Linked DNA regions of Gossypium hirsutum: region 2 is linked to region 1. Evidence: chromatin contacts called from public Hi-C data. All regions are on one chromosome and are shown on one strand. The core of a region is the stretch at or near the end of the contact, and the rest is flanking DNA. Distances in the headings are between cores, read along the strand shown.

Region 1 (2,774 bases), core at 151-2,650:
GGAATTACATTGACTTCTAGTTCCTATTTGGTAAAACTTTAATGTACATTAGAATATCATTAGGAAATGTGTATTGCACAAATTATAGTGGATCATTTCCCTAGATCAACTTAAGTCCTTTAATCAAGCATATATGAAATATATTTCATAAATTTATGCTTCCAGCGAAGTGCATCAGTAGCCGAAGACGAGCTGATCCGTGGCCAGACAAAACTCAGGTTTGTAATTTCAAATGAAGTGCAGTGTAATGTTAACTTCTGCCTCTTGAGGCTAATTATTGCCATTGGACATATTCAATTTTGTTTCAGGCAAGCGGGCAAGCAGATCCGAAGTGTAATTCAGTCAGCTTATAAGATTGAAAGACAAGCAGCAGGTATTCAAGTACTTTCTCTCAATTAGGTTCATTGAATTATTTTCAGCATTTGTATGGCTGAGAAAACTTCCTTATATTATGTCGCATCAGGACTAAAAGATACCCTTGGAGAACTTCCAAGCAGAGAAGCATCTCGGTTTCGATCGCAGGTATGTTCTCCGAATATTATGAATGGACTTGGTTTTTGAATATATATATATAAGTATATTGATTGTCATATAATGAAATGCATAGACCATAAACCTGGATGACTGCTGCTGTTTTCCTTGGAAACATTGCTTATATGGAATAATTGATTTGCAGGTTTCCAACCTTGCGTCTCAGGCAAAGCGAGAACGGAATGTTTTGACAAAGGAGGTTTCAAAAATTAGTAATCATGGAATTGCAGTTTGATGCATCTCCTGTCCCTGCTATTTTGTTAAGTTCACATGTCACTGTTTTCATCACTAACACAAGATGTTTTGAGTGAGTACATTTTGGGTGGAGGTTCTATCATTGTATTCAAATTTTAATTGGAGCCTGATGTTTACACGTCGGGGAACATGTATAAAATAAACAAACTTCCTACATGAATTTTAGTATTCCATTTTTAGGGCCTTGGTTTCTGAACTTAGAAGGTCTCAAGGCCTCTTAGTTTGGTCCAATCTATGGAAATAGAATTGTAGTAAACCAGCACGAATATGTCATTAACCCTATGTCTGGGTTGTGAGAAAAATAAATTATTAATCACAAAGGGAAGCAAGTGATATATTATAGTTCTTTCAATTATATCTTTTTCAAAAATAAATTTGAATTAAGTATTTTCATTTTCTTATGGTTATATTATTATTATTTAAAAATAAGTTAAAGTATTTGGTATACTTGTAGTCTATTTTTATAACTGTAAAATTGATAATTAAGATGAATATTAAATCTTGAATCAGCAGGAATACTTGATTAAAAAGAAGAAGAAAAACACAACATTGTGTATTCAGCAAGTTTCGCGGTAAATCTTTTAATTAGCAAAATTTCACCATCGGCTCAAGTATGAGCTTCTCTTTGTAAAATGTTAAAAAACAGACAGATAAGCTCTAAGCTCACATGCATTTGAAAGGTGAAAGCAGGCAACGACACAGAGCTATGAAGCCGCCATGCCATCCTAGAACAATGTCAGGCAGGAGACAAGCAAGCAAGAAATCGGAAAAAGCCTTCAATTCACGTATAGTATTCCTCGGTTACTGGTGTCGATCCCAACCAATCATAAACATCTATTTTGGGTTGGCCCAGAAAATTGAAATTGGGAGATTGGACGCCATTGATTACAGTTTTATCCCCCAAATTCCCACTGTGTTTGAACCACAAATTTCAATTTTTTTTTTAATCTGTTGGTGGTGGCGCGAAGAAATAGAGAAACCCAATCACCATGTCACTCGCAGCTCTCACTCTATCGTCTCCTCTTACTGTCTCCACTACCACCAAACAAAAACCACGGCCTCCTCATAATCCTAAACCTAAAATCACATGCTCCTCCCTCACTACCCAATCCCAATCAGCCAAACACCACCTCCTCAATCTCATCTCCGACCAGGAGCGGGGTCTCAAAACCCAAAACGACACTAACAAACGCGATTCAATAATCAAAGCCATTGATGCCATGGCCGTTCTGGGCCGCAATACTGTCACCACAGGCGACTCCCTATCCGCCACGTGGCGGCTTCTATGGACTACGGAGAAAGAGCAGCTCTTCATTATAGAGAAAGCTTACCTCTTCGGTACTCAAGCAGGCGACGTTTTGCAGGTCATAGACGTCGACAACAAGACTCTCAATAACGTCATTACCTTTCCACCCGACGGAGTTTTCTTCGTTCGGTCCAGCATTGAAATTGCGTCGTCCCAGAGAGTGAATTTCAAGTAATTACTTCTTCTTCTGCAAAACCTACTTTTCCTTCTTTTCCTCTCGCTTAACGACTGAACAAAATTGGATTTTGAATTTGTAGGTTTACGAGTGCGGTTCTCAGGGGGAAAAACTGGGAGTTCCCATTGCCTCCATTTGGGCAGGGTTGGTGAGTACTTGTATCTTTTTTATATATATTATTGACTGTAGTAATTCTCATTTATTTTGCAGTAATACATAATTTTAGGTCTTGATTTACATTAGGAACTCTGGGTTCCAAGTTTAGCATTTGACAATAAGGTCCACTCCTCCTTGATGCCTTTTCTTAAGTTGCAATTCGGTAAAAACATGTTTAATACTGATAGTGAATATTTTCTTGTGTTTGATGGCAATTTCTTATGGATACGGTTTCCTGTTCTTTTTGAGAAAGCCGAGAAGTGTTTTTCTGATTGTAAGATTCTGTATAGGTTTGAAACTGTCTACCTTGATGATGAGATACGAGTTGTGAAGGATATCAGGGATGATTAT
Region 2 (2,774 bases), core at 205-2,704, 380 kb after region 1:
AGGATTTCTTTTTTCATGGTTTCTCTGATAATGATTGGGCTGGATGTGTTGATGATATGAGAAGTACTTTAGGTTACTATTTTAGTTTCAATTACGGTGTTTTCTCATGGTGTTCAATGAAGCAAGACATAGTAGCTCAATCTACTGCTAGGCAGAGTATGTTGCTACTGCCACAACCGTAAATTAAGCTTTATGGCTTAGGAAGTAGCTAACAAATTTATATATGAAGCAAGAACTGAGTACTAAGGTACGTGGTCATAAACAATCAAGTTGCTATATCCATTGCAAATGATCTGTTTTTTCATGGAAAAACAAAGCACTTCAAAATAAAATTGTACTTTCTGAGGGAAGTTCAGAAGGAAGGAGAACTATAACTTGTCTACTGCAATACCAAAATTCAAATTGTAGATATTTTAACTAAAGCTCTTTCTAGAACAAGATTTGAGTTTCTATGAAAAAGACTAGGTGTTGCATCTTCTGAGTTAAGGAGGAATGTTGAAAGTTATGCCTAAGAATCTGCTAGGAATCAGTCAAAGATATGCGGTTGTAACAAGATTTATTTTCAAAATTTAGATTTGATTTCAAATTTTTTAAAAAAAATTTGTTAGTATTTATAAATATAGCTTTGATCTTTCAATAAGATGTGTATTCACTAAAAAAATACATAAAATTTTCTTGATTACTGAGTGTTTTTTTTTACCAACACTTCCCATATATTGTGATAATTTTGTTCACATTTTATGATAATTTTGTCTTCATCGCAGAACGTATGCATGTTTTTTTGTGGGGTTAAAAAAAAGTTGCAGTCTGAGAAATTATATATAGAGAGAGAGGTGCACATGCAGAAAAACAACTTGGATTATAATAACATAGTGAATGCATAAACTACTGACGAAGTTTCTAATTTAGAAAAAATCTATGAGAACTCATCCTAAAGTGGAGTATTCTGTATCCAAAAGTTAGCTTGCAAACCCTATTTAGGTTTTTTTTTTATGGAAAAGCTAGATAACCTATTTATTTCCAGCTATTTAACAATGGTGAGTCCAATTACTATAATCTAGATTCTAGGCTAAAATTAGTCTATGCTAACCCTAGCTCTTACTATTGCAGATCGATAGCCTCCACCCAAACTGCCCAAAAAAATATCTAAGAGCCTACGTTGGTAATTATTTATCACCTCTAAGGTTCATCCAAAATAGACAGCTTAATTCAAGATTGGTCAACTATATATTATAAATTTCAACACCTGCATCAGCCAAATATCTCTACTATTGAATCTTTTAATGAGTTTGGTTATTACATCTTTATATATAATTTTATCATTCTTCAATTAGTATTTATATCAATTTTTTTTATAAATATATTTGTTATATAATTTTGATTTTTACTCACTTAGTGAGCAAGGAGTTCATGTTGCACAATTTGAACTCAAAATAATTTTTTTTTTGAATGAAATAGACTGATATTATGTAAAAGAATAGCTCATGACAACAGCTTCTGAAAAGTCAAAAGAAAGAAAACAGAACCGACAAACTGGACAGTTGGCAAGCACCAACAGAGAAAAAACAAAAACAGAGCAAAATAAAGAAACAAAGAAACAAACAATCAAATGCCTAGAAACTATCGAACCAACCCATCAGAAGCCAAAACTTAAGCCAAGAAACCACTGACCTACCCTCAATATCAGCCATAGCTCTCCTCATCATCAGCATCTGGAATAAGAAAGAACAAGAGAACAAGCCCCACAAAGGATCCACTTCCATTTTCAAAGCACAACAACAGAAACTCAGTTCCGTTGGTCCCAAGCCAAGCGATCTTGTAAAGCCGCAACACGGACAGAATCTGGCACACCGGTGAGCCAATCTCCAAAGAACTTTCGTCTACGACCCTCCAGTGCCAGTAAATGAGCCGCTTCATTAATCGATCGAGGCACTGCAAGGTAAGAAACCTCCTCAAAAGCCATACCTAACATGTATATATGATGTGTAATCGGTCTGAGCACCGATTTGTCCTTCCCCTTCCTTTGAACATTATTGATAACTGTCAGCGAATCGCCTTCCACAATCAGTCGTTGGAAAAGCATCCTCTTCGCGCAAAGATTAACGCCCTTTCGCAAGCCCTTGCTTCAGCCACAAACGCATCCACAACATCAGAAAAAAGATAAGTTTCTGCCCCTATAATCTCACCCTGTGAATTTCTGGCTAGGACAGCTGTAACAGCAAGCATTTCCGTATTTAGATAAGACGCATCGAAGTTTAACTTAGTAACACCCAGATCTGGTGGTCTCCATATCTCCTTAGTCAGAGATCTAGGATAGGAACAGAGAGATATCGAATAAATCCGATTGTTGTGCACATATCCCCGAATAAACCCCAAAGCCTCCTGCAGCAAAAAAATAACCCCTTCATGGATAAGTTTGTTTCTATAGAACCAAAGACTCCAAATAGAAATCACAATTAATTGTTTTTGATGTTCCTCAGCTACAGAAAACATTTGACAAAACGGAGCGAGTGTCCCACTGAATCATCGAAAAGAGGAATCTGCACAGATAACGACACCCACACCTTCTGCAAAATACGACATGACCACAACAAATGATCAGAATTCTCCAGCTCTTCCTTACACAGCGGGCACAAAGCTACTGCACACAAGGACCCCCTCGCCAAGTTACAAAAATGAGGCACCAAATTATTCACCGACCTCCAAATATGTATTTTAATTTTCCCTGGAATGTTTAAAGACCATAATGCAGTGTAAAATACTTTGTATTCCTC

Evidence for each region. Hi-C and Micro-C count contacts between places; a contact is called where the count stands out from the background.
Region 2: a Hi-C map of leaf shows a contact between it and region 1, with 1.9 times the contacts expected there. The contact joins the promoter of LOC107954601 here to the promoter of LOC107954559 in region 1. A contact is called at or near these places in 2 of 34 Hi-C or Micro-C datasets (both in leaf).

What each region holds. Positions count from the first base shown.
Region 1 is chrD07:26,537,907-26,540,680 of Gossypium_hirsutum_v2.1, forward strand. LOC107954559 (probable plastid-lipid-associated protein 11, chloroplastic) reads left to right here and starts at 1,401. Exons shown (of 5, transcript XR_001699608.2): 1 at 1,401-2,263; 2 at 2,350-2,415; 3 at 2,714-2,774. LOC107954560 reads left to right here. Exons shown (of 9, transcript XM_016890158.2): 6 at 166-218; 7 at 309-373; 8 at 464-522; 9 at 677-942. The coding sequence ends at 766.
Region 2 is chrD07:26,914,103-26,916,876 of Gossypium_hirsutum_v2.1, forward strand. It overlaps LOC107954601, which reads left to right and starts at 1,455. Exons shown (of 5, transcript XR_005915871.1): 1 at 1,455-1,939; 2 at 2,048-2,774.